Regions from separate parts of the Ovis aries genome. Here region 1 is linked to region 2. A link is a contact called in public Hi-C data. All regions are on one chromosome and are shown on one strand. The core of a region is the stretch at or near the end of the contact, and the rest is flanking DNA. Distances in the headings are between cores, read along the strand shown. Region 1 overlaps ZNHIT6 (zinc finger HIT-type containing 6). Region 2 overlaps LOC132657978 (a long non-coding RNA gene).

What was found. Hi-C and Micro-C count contacts between places; a contact is called where the count stands out from the background.
Region 1: a contact with region 2 is called in a Hi-C map of mixed tissues, with 2.4 times the contacts expected there. The contact joins two enhancer-like sites. A contact is called at or near these places in 4 of 16 Hi-C or Micro-C datasets (hypothalamus, liver and mixed tissues).

The regions. Positions count from the first base shown.
Region 1 is chr1:62,724,558-62,730,273 of ARS-UI_Ramb_v3.0, reverse strand. All of the region lies in intron 5 of ZNHIT6 (zinc finger HIT-type containing 6), which reads left to right. Among named protein-coding and RNA genes, the nearest start is that of ZNHIT6, 26 kb to the left of the region's middle. Within about 2 kb of position 2,608, at least 5 of the 54 cell types and tissues checked have an H3K27ac peak or open chromatin away from gene starts, as enhancers often do.
Region 2 is chr1:62,618,966-62,624,735 of ARS-UI_Ramb_v3.0, reverse strand. The region is part of intron 2 of LOC132657978 (a long non-coding RNA gene); the gene reads left to right. Among named protein-coding and RNA genes, the nearest start is that of CCN1, 14 kb to the left of the region's middle. Within about 2 kb of position 1,280, at least 4 of the 54 cell types and tissues checked have an H3K27ac peak or open chromatin away from gene starts, as enhancers often do.

The DNA of each region.
Region 1 (5,716 bases), core at 1,359-3,858, 100 kb before region 2:
TATATACCTGTATAACCCAGTCCCTGTAAATAGGTAAAACACTATCATCACCCAAAAGATTTTTCCTAGTTATCTCATTTCCTCCCTAGACAACCTATTCTAATTTTTCCCCTGAAGATGAATTTTGCCTGTTTTAAAATTTCATATGTATGAATCCTATAGCTCCACCCTTGCTTTTGAACAATAGTTTACCTGAATATGAAGTTTCTCAGGGTCACATTTTAGTACTTCAGTTTAATTATTTGTTACACTGTCTTCTCACTTCTTTTGCCACTATTGAGAACATTGTTGTTTTATATAGTCTTTCTATGTCGATTGCTTTTAAGTTCTTCATTTTTGTCTTTGGATGATTTATCTTCCTTCGGTGGTGGTATGCTTTCTGGGTAATTCTGGAAAATTCTAATATGTTACCTTAACTTTTTGCTTCTTTGTTCATCTTTGCTACATTCTGGGCAATTAATTCAGCTGTATCAGCCAAGTCACTTTTCCCTCCTTGTTGTGTCTAATTAATCTGACCTTTAGCCCATGCACTGGATGGGTTTTTTGTTTCAGTTACATTTTTCATGTCTAGGAGTTATGTTCCTTTTTCAAATGTATCTGGTCTTTTAAGAAGAATGTGTTCCCTTCTCAGGTTTTAACCTCCCTTTTTATTAAATAATTTAATACATCTGTTATCTGCATAAATAATTCTGTCTGAATTTCTTGGAAATTTGCTACAGCTATCTGCTGTTTCTGCTGATTCTTCATTATGATGGCTTATTTCCTTGTTTTTTTCTAAAATGTAATTGTGAAGTCAAGTTCATGTAGAAGGTGGTATGCGATTGCTTATGCCAGATACCCCAATGCACCAGTCCAGGACCCTCTTTGATTTCTTAGTTTGAATTTTATCAGACTATACTATGGTAATGATTTGAACTCCAACCCCATTTGAGGATTTCATAGTTATTCATTCTCAATTGAAACCTTTCCCCCAACCCCTGATCCTCAGGCTTAAACTGAGATGAACTTGTTTCTTCATCTCCCTTTGCTGGTAGGCACAATTTTTCTGGTTCACCTTTTCATTAGTTTTATGCAGTGGTCTCAATTTAAGGTCTTCGCCTTATGTGATACCATTATCTTGTCTCATGTTACCCAGTGGCTGTTGAAACATAAGCCTTTTAATTACTAAGCCTCTTGGTTACTCAGAGGCAGAGGCCTCCAGAGCAGTGTAGTTTCCTCATTCCATTATGGTTTTTAGTTCCTGCTTCCTTTTGGCTCCTGAAGATTTTTCTTACTTTTTGATGAGCTCAATATGTTTGCTGTATTTGTCCAGGATTTCTTATTGCGTGCTTTGAGAGGATTTTCAGATGATCTTCTTTACCATTTTGCACTAATGGCTTGAAATAAGTAGTGGCCCTGAACGAAGGGAACTTCAGTTGTTGAAGAGAGATGGATCAGGAAGGCATGATAATGACTTGTTCACTGAACAGTGCTACTCTTAGAAATGTATCTGGCACATATAATCATATGTGTGGAAAATTAAATATGTACAAAGATATTCAGTGCAGTGTTTTGATAGTAAGAGAGTAGTATGAATCTAAATACCCATCAATAGTGGACTACTTAAGTGAATTATGGTGTGCCTTTATAATGGGAAAAAAATTCAGCAACTCTAAATGTATGAATATGGAGTGGTTGCCAGAAATACTAAGTGAATAAAGGCAGATACAGAACTACATTCATGATATACTACCATTTTCTGCCACTGTGTGAAAAGTAAAGGTTAATATAATATCTCTTCTTATGTTATAAGCTATTAATAGTAGTTATCTTAAGGGAGGGGAACTATGTAGAGGACAGGAGTGGGAATTATGTGCCCTTTTGTACCTTTTTTGAATTTTAGACTGTGCATGTTATATTTATTTTAAGAATAAATGAATTTTTTAAATGATAATTTTTTAAAAATTGATAAATGTGGTAGGACCATTATACATTTTGAGTTGTAGTTATAGTCTTCAGAAAGTATTCTGATACTCAGATAAAATTCCATGTTTTTATCCATGGCTTCATCTTTTCAGTTGTATTTTAGTTTTTTATTTTTTCTTTTAAAGGAAGCCATGGGTAGCAAACCTAGAGATTATCTTGATTGTGTTTGAATAACATCTCATTTGGTTGCCTAAGTTCCTTATTTTATTTTCCTGGGCTATTAGGGTCTGAGCTGAGGATTCAGCAGTGAGGAGCAATATATTTTGAGTTATCATTTGGAAAAAAAGAATTGGACTGAGGACTCCTCCCCAGTAATATATTTACCTTATCTCCAGGCATATGCTCTCTTGTGTGGTCTAACCTCTTATTCCCTAGGAGTGGACCCAGCTTTTGACCTTCCTCTTCTGGCAGTTTATCTCCGCATGACCCTGACCCTCAGTTCTAAGCATCCCAGTCTATCTTCATTCCTTTACCACTGTCAACTTAGAACTGAGTTGCTATCTTACTTTGGCTCAGAGTTCTTAGGCTCTCTGTCTATGGGTCTGTCTTAAACTTAGAGTGTTTAGATAGTAGAAGTGTGTCCATTGTTAAACAGCAGTATGAATTGATATTTGAGCTCCAGTCCTGTTTTAGAAGCTAGCCACTAGATGTCTCTCTTGTAAAGAAATAACCTTTTACAGAGTCTTAAAATTACTTTTTGTAAAAACGTCTAAATGTGTATAATTAAGTCACTTTGCTGTATAGCAACGATTGGCAAAACATTCTAAATCAACTACGCTTCAGTAAAATTATTTTTCATTACTTTTTGAATAAAATTATAACATTCAAATTTTATTGCAGTGATATACCTATCCATCACTGTATTAACATCAGTAGCACTTTTTTCCTTCAACAATTATATGGCAATACATTTCTTAAAGGATAGGTTTTTGGTTTTGTTTTTGTGGGTTTGAGCTTTTTGTTTCGTTTTGGGCATGGTGTTTTATAAGTAGTATAGGTTTTTACCTTGCTGCAAACTGACTTAAGAAAAGAACAAAAGAAAATGAAATAATGGATTTAGCAGTTATGGTCTAATGAGAGAGAGAGATGGATTAGATGATGAGAGAGGTGGGTTAGAGAATATGACGTAGTAGGTTTTCAGTGCAAACTTGTTAACTAATTGAACATGGTTAGCTCTGTGGTGCTTTCCCATAACTGATAAGAGTTTGATGGAAGAATTTCAAAGCAACAATAAGGACTTACTGCCTCTATTCTTTCACACTGTTTTTCTAATGGTTCTTCGGTTAATCAGGTATTTCCTTACTGGGGCCATGTAGACAGTGGTAAGGAAGTTTTTACTCCACAGCATCAGAGAGGGTGTACCTTTCCACGGCAACAGGCAGCATTCACGCAAGTGGAAACCAAACATTGTTGATGATGTTATGGTCCCCGTATTGGTTCAGTTAGGAAAGTCTGTCCTCAGTCATCGAGTCTGCTTGGTCATCTCAGGAATGAGTACCTTTCCACTTCCTTCACTGTAGCATCTATCATCTGTAGCATCCAGCAGCTATCATCTTCTCCCAGGCAGGCCCATGTTGCCTCACCTGGGCTTATGGGGGAACCTCTAAGGAACTCTCCGTACCTTCAGTGTCTCCTTACTTCAGTCACTCTTATACATTGATGCCAATCCATCTTCTAAAAGCGTGTGTTTATGGTCACCTGCTCAGAATCCTTTACTGCTTCTGTGCCCACAGGAGTCATTAGCTCCAAGATACCTGTACTAGTCACAGGCAGAATTGCCAGTAGGTGAAATTTGTCACCTCACCAGCTTTGGACTGTCTGAAGGTCTCAAGTGTTTTATTCTTTTCTGTGACCTAAAATTACCTTCCTTTATCCCTCCCTACCCACCCCCCATTTGAAATTGCTACTTTTCAGCAGTTGGAAATATCTCTTCCAAATATTTCTTACTTGAAGCAGTATGCTCCTGTTCCTCTAAGGATTGGGATCCATACTAAACAGTAGATTTTCAGATATGTCCCCACCTGATTTCCTAGTGTGTTCAACTAAAGGTACCCAGAGTGGTTATATTATTAATCCTCGAATGCCTTCCCCTTTCCTGTTCCCTAGACATCTGTGAAGTACACATGGTAGCTCATCCTCTCCATTATGTCTCCTTTGCCAGGGTTCCTATGGTACATATTTTCTCCAAAGTTAATGTAAAACAGATGCCTGCATTTAGTGCTGGTGTTCCGTTTTTGGTATGCATGTATCTGTTCTCCTTTCTGTATTCTAGAGTTTCTTGGTAAGGGCTCTGTTGACATTTTGAACAGGACAGTTTCTGTTGTGTGGCACTTTCGTGTGCATTACAGGAAGGTTGGCATTTCTGGTCCCTGCCCACTAAATACCTAAAGTGCTCCCCAGTCTTGGAACAATCAAAACTGCCTAGCCGCTTCCAAATGAGGTTGGTGCCACTCCCGGTGGAGAACTGCCTTATTAAGTGTTCGAATATATATTAGTTATTTGAAGCAAAATGTACTTTTTTTCATTTTGATCTTTACCTACTATATCCGTTTTCTTAATATACTGTCTAGCACATACTCCACAAATAGGTTAACCTGTTTCCTATTATTATCAAGTATTACCAGTAGTGAAACTGGTTTTTAAAAGAGCAAAATATAACTGGAACTTCTCAAAGTATTTCATAATGATGTGAGGCATAAAATTACGGTTTTCATTCTCCCCAGTTCCAGTAACCCTTTGCATTCACTCTTCCAAAAACATTTACTATGGTACCAATCCTAACAAAATAGATGGGTTATTTTTATGAAGATAGTTATGTTTATTTTTGAGGCTTTAAATTTAAAAGACAAAAATTTAAATTTCAAAAGATAAAATGCCTGTGAGTGAAGGATTATGTGCATTTATTTATTATTGAAGGGTTTCACATTTTTGTAGGTTTTCTTTTCTGCTTAGATTTTATAATCCACAGTGGAATAAAATTCCTTTTTCCTGATATTCCATTGGGTGTTATTTTCTGTTTCCAAATTTTATAGCAGTTGACAATATATTGATTAATCTATCTTCATTATGGCTTAGAAATGCAAGAAGGAACCTAGAAAGAAAAATGTAATCTCTTGTATGAAACAAGATGCTTTATTTGCATGAAATAAAATATTCAGTTCAAACTAATTTGAGCTATAAATGTGGTGTATTATTATATAGGCTTTCATAACTGAATGTCCACAGGTAGGATAGACTTCAGGTACAGTGACTCAATTGTATCATGAAAGACCCAGTTTATTTATTGATGATTCTTCATTGTATTTTCTGTGATGTCTGCCAAATCCTTCCAATGGTTTAGGTAACATATTTAGGAGTGCTTGTTTCCCAGTGTAACTGAACAGGAAACCTGAAATTCACTGTGATTGGACCACCTAGGTCATCTGTCCAATCCTGAGACCTTGTGTTCAGGAGAATATAAAATGTGACTTTCTTAAGCCAAACAGTAAGTGTGTGTTCCTAGAGATGGGGATGGGATCTATTCATCAAAATCTGATTATGGATTAGGAAGGAGAATGGAGGTAAAGGATTGCCAAGGAAACAGAATGTCCAAGATAACTCTTAAAAGTGATTTTAAAATATGGAGGCAAGTGTTTAAAATAAAATTGAGATCCATTTGAGTTATTAGTACAGAAAAATACATGGTTTGTTATTGAACTTTGATTTCTGGAAAGTTCATAATAGTATGCTAGATTGCAGCCTAAACTCTTAA
Region 2 (5,770 bases), core at 31-2,530:
ATGCTTGTGTGTTGGGGTGGAATGAGAAGAACATAGTGAATTATGACATTCCTGTGGATTCGTTATCTTTCCGTAGCTCATCCTGATTCCAATCACCTTTCTCTTTTGTGGGTTTTCTGCACTTCCCAAGTCCTTGCTCTGCAGTTTCCAATAGAAAAGTCCTTGAGTCTCCATCCAGGGGAGGTGGCCAGAAAGGACTACTTTCATAATTGGCCCATCCTGCAAGCACTGTTTTCAAGAGCCTGAAATTCAAAAAGCTGGAGCCAAGGAAGGTGGTAGGAGATGAGGGTGTGACGTAAACTCAGGGAATAATTCTGAAGTGACATAAGGTAAGAATTGAGGCAATTTCCACTTGAAGTCACCTTTCCACTCACTAGGCATTAACCATCTGGAACCAAATGCAGCTAATTTAGCAGCATGTTGGAAAGTTTATAACATGAAGCACATTTTAGGGCCAGGACATCCAGGTTTTAATCCTTTGTATTCAGTAAATGCCTCACTTTTGGAATTCAGTCTGCTGTCAGTACATAAGAACTAAGAATAGCGCCAGCTTGTGAGTCACCACTCTTTGCTTTCTTCCAGAACACCGTGGGAAAAGGATGGGCAGACTGGTTCAGATAAAACCCAGTCCCACCCAAATACTCACTGAAGGCTGGAAACAAATCCATTTTTTAAATGTTTCAAAAATTGAACTCAGGAAAGAGATAGTAAGCCTGTGTTCTTTAGTTTCAACTTGGATCTGAAGCCTTGTTTTGTGTTCTAAGTCTCAAGGCTATCACATTGGGTGTTTCCTACAACCCTTTAGGTTGCTAGGGGATTCCCGCTTGACTTTTAAAGGACATTTATTAAATGATTGCACCATGCTAGGGTTTAGGGATACAAGGGTGACTAACATGTGGTCTCTGACTTTGAGGACAGCATGGTCTAGAGTGGTGAGAGCATAGGTAAATAATATGTGGTTGCTCCGTAGTGTCTGACTCTTTGCAACCCATGGAATGCCTGCTGGGCACCTCTGTCCATGGAATTCTCCAGGCAAGAATACTGGAGTGGACTGCCATTCTCTTCTGCAGGGGATCTTCCCAATCTAGGGATTGAACCTGGATGTCCTGCATTGCAGGCAGATTCTTTACCGTCTGAGATACCAGGGAAGCCCAGGTAAATAATGCCTGTGCGCAAATACTGAGTCCCCTCATAAGGGTGCCTTGTGTACACACTGCCTCTGGATCCTTGTGTGTACGTGGGCTGTGCTAGCAGTGAGGTCTGCTCATTGCCCTTGATGGTGTTGCTCTTGGAAATTCCAGTGCTTCTTTTGCAAAGCTTGGAAGAACAGTCTGTCTCTGCTTGGTTTTAAACGACTGTGCTTAAATGACATAATATCAGCGTAAACTCAAGAGAGTCCTCTGACAGTCTTGTCAGTAAGCGGTTGGGTGGTTTTGTTTTGAATGCCTTTCCACTCTTGCCTGGAAAATCCCGTGGACGGAGGAGCCTGGCGGGCCGCAGTCCATGGGGTCACTAAGAGTCGGACATGACCAAGTGAATTCACTTTCACTTTTCACTTTCATGCTTTGGAGAAGGAAATGGAAACGCACTCCAGTGTTCTTGCCTGGAGAATCCCAGGGATAGGGGAGCCTGGTGGGCTGCCGTCTATGGGGTCGCACAGAGTTGGACACGACTGAAGCAGCTTAGCCACAGCAGCAGCAGCCACTTCCCTTTGGTAAGCAGTCTAGGCTTCCTGATGTCTATTTATGGCCTTTTAGGTGAAGTTACATGTTCTGACATTGTGATAATAACTAATGGATGTGTGATTTGTATTCTTGGCCTCACTAGAAATGGTGCACAGTGAATCCCAAGATTTCTGTTATTTAGTTTTAAAGGTAAGCCTAGTTATTGAAGCCTTTTTCCTAGGCAGTGGACCACATTGGAAACAGACAGGAAAGAAGAGCTTGGGGCTGGGGCACTGGGACAACCCAGAGGGATGTTACGGGGAGGGAGGAGGGAGGGGGGTTCAGGATGGGGAACACGTGTATACCTGTGGCAGATTCATGTTGATGTATGGCAAAACCAATACAATAATGTAAAGTAATTAACCTCCAATTAAAATAAATTAATTAATATTTTAAAAAATTAATTAATTAAAAAAAAGAAGAGCATAATCGGCAAGAGGGCTGTGACCCAGCATGCCATTACATTTGGTTCAGTTCAGTTCAGTTCAGTTCAGTCTCTCAGTCGTGCCCGACTCTTTGCGACCCCATGAATCCCAGCACGCCAGGCCTCACTGTCCCTCACCAACTCCTGGCGTTCACTCAGACTCACGTCCATTGAGTCTGTGATGCCATCCAGCCATCTCATCCTGGGTCGTCCCCTTTTCCTCCTGCCCCCAATTCCTCCCAGCATCAGGGTCTTTTCCAATGAGTCAACTCTTCGCATGAGGTGGCCAAAGTACTGGAGTTTCAGCTTTAGCATAATTCCTTCCAACAAAATCCCAGGGTTGATCTCCTTCAGAATGGACTGTTGGATCTCCTTGCAGTCCAAGGGACCCTCAAGAGTCTTCTCCAACACCACAGTTCAAAAGCATCAATTCTTCAGCACTCAGCCTTCTTCACAGTCCAACTCTCACATCCATACATGACCACAGGAAAAACCATAGCCTTGACTAGACGGACCTTAGTCGGCAAAGTAATGTCTCTGCTTTTGAATATGCTATCTAGGTTGGTCATAACTTTTCTTCCAAGGAGTAAGCGTCTTTTAATTTCATGGCTGCAGTCAACATCTGCAGTGATTTTGGAGCCCCCCAAAATAAAGTCTGACACTGTTTCCACTGTTTCCCATTCTATTTCCCATGAAGTGATGGGACCAGATGCCATGATCTTCGTTTTCTGAATGTTGAGCTTTAAGCCAACTTTTTCACTCTCCTCTTTCACTTTCATCAAGAGGCTTTTCAGTTCCTCTTCACTTTCTGCCATAAGGGTGGTGTCATCTGCATATCTCAGGTTATTGATATTTCTCCCAGCAATCTTGATTCCAGCTTGTGTTTCTTCCAGTCCATCGTTTCTCATGATGTACTCTGCATGTAAGTTAAATAAGCAGGGTGACAATATACAGCCTTGACGGACTCCTTTTCCGATTTGGAACCAGTCTGTTGTTCCATGTCCAGTTCTAACTGTTGCTTCCTGACCTGCATACAGGTTTCTCAAGAGGCAGGTTAGGTGGTCTGGTATTCCCATCTCTTTCAGAATTTTCCACAGTTTATTGTGATCCACACAGTCAAAGGCTTTGGCATAGTCAATAAAGCAGAAATAGATGTTTTTCTGGAACTCTCTTGCCTTTTCCATGATCCAGCAGATGTTGGCAATTTGATCTCTGGTTCCTCTGCCTTTTCTAAAACCAGCTTGAACATCAGGGAGTTCACGGTTCATGTATTGCTGAAGTCTGGCTTGGAGAATTTTGAGCATTACTTTACTAGCATGTGAGATGAGTGCAATTGTGCGGTAGTTTGAGCATTCTTTGGCATTGCCTTTCTTTGGGATTGGAATGAAAACTGACCTTTTCCAGTCTTGTGGCCACTGCTGAGTTTTCCAAACTTGCTGGCATATTGAGTGCAGCACTTTCACAGCATCATCTTTCAGGATTTAAAACAGCTCAACTGGAATTCCATCACCTTCACTAGCTTTGTTCATAGTGATGCTTTCTAAGGCCCACTTGACTTCACATTCCAGGATGTCTGGCCCTAGATTAGTGATCACACCATCATGATTATCTGGGTCATGAAGATCTTTTTTGTACAATTCTTCCATGTCTTCTTGTCACCTCTTCTTAATATCTTCTCCTTCTGTTAGGTCCAGACCATTTCTGTCCTTTATCGAGCCCATCTTTGCATGAAATATTCCCTTGGTATCTCTAATTGTCGTGATTACATTTGATTATATTAATTACATTTGGTAGCATTTTAAAGTATTGTTTAATTTTATTCCCCCATTGTTTGTGGTATGCCATCTGGCTTTATTTGTTTTGCTTATTTGGGTTCAGTTTTCTTTTATTTGTCAAATTTCTTAATGTGGAACCTAAGATCACTGACTTAAGATCTTTTTTCTTTCTATTGTAATCATTTAGTGCTGTAGATGTCCCTATAGATGCTCCAGCTGCATCCCAGGAAATCTGATACATATACTTTTATTTTCATTCATTTGAAAGGCTTTTCTGATTTCCTTTTTAATTTCATTTTGACTCTTGGGTTAGTGTGTTATTTAGGATTTAAATATTTGGATTTTTTCCAGGCATCATTTTAGTTACTTAAGTTTGATTTCATTGCAGTCTGAAAGTAAACTATTTGATTTTTTTTTAATATCTTACACTTTACATTTATATTTTACCTTAAATACTTGTACACGGTTATAATAGCTCTTTTATTTATTTATTTTTATTTTATTTATTTTAATTGGAGGCTTATTACTTTATAATATTGTAGTGGTTTGCCAGACATTGACATGAATCAGCCATGAGTGTACATGTGTTCCCCATCCTGCACCCCCCTCCCCCCTCCCTCCCCATCCCATTCCTCTGGGTCATCCCAGTGCACCAACCCTGAGCACCCCGTCTCATGCATTGAACCTGAACTGGCAATCTGTCCAGTTATAATAGCTCTTTTAATGTTATCATTTTCCAGTCTCATTAACCCTGTAATTTCTAAGTTTGTTTCTAATGATTACTTTTTCTCCTGATTCTGGATCACATTTTCCTGCTATTTGGCATGTCTAGTAATTTTTTACTTGGAAGCTGAGTGTTATAAATATTTTGTTATTGTATATTCAAACAAATATTCTTTGTTTTCTTTCTTTAAATGGCGTGGTGTTTTGCTTTGGCAGATCGTTAAGTTGTATGCAGATTAGCTTGACCCATTCAAGCCCTTATACTTTCCTAGGGCAGGTCTAGAGAACCCTTCACTCAAGAGATAGTTCAGGCTTACTACTAAGATGTGACTCTACTGGTGTCTCTATTGAATGACCTAGGATGTCACGAGGTCTCTCTACTAGTCAGTGTCAAATGTCAGGAATGCAATTTAAAGAAGATGGACTAGCACAGCTTCCCTGAGAATGTGAATGTTTATCTTTTCTTTTGCCTTTCTTTACTGGAGCAGTGGGTATGAATTCTTTTAATAATATTGATCTATAATGTCAAACTGCTTTCTAGAAGGTCATAACATTTTTCTACTTCTACCAACAGTTCAGGAACCAACAGTTTAGGAGAGTGCTTACTTCACAATATCCTTGCCAGTATTGAGTTTATGTTTAATAAATTATAATATAATCTCTTGGAAGGAATATCATGAAGCCATTGGAATCATGTTTTCTGAAAACTAATAACTTGGGGGAACTCTCAAAACAGTGTTAATTGAACAAAAGAATACAAAGAACTCTTTACACATCAAGATACCACTTTTATATAAAGATCATATTATATATATACATTCATTCTTTGTTAATATCATTTATCTGTAGATAATGAGATTATGGGTGATTCTTATATTCTTATTTTATTTTTAGTATAACCTTTATACTAAAAACTACATTATAATATGAGGTATCTGATAAATGAGTGTATAGTAAAGAAAGGGCTTTACTCAGAACATGGAAATACTCGAGGACAAGAAAATCTGCAGACATAGAGATCATATACCCTTCACAGACTTTAAGTGGAGTCATGTTTTACAATCTGTGTATTCATTGAGGGTCCTCTGAGAGGGGAGCTGTCTGGGCTACTGAAAATAAAGTCC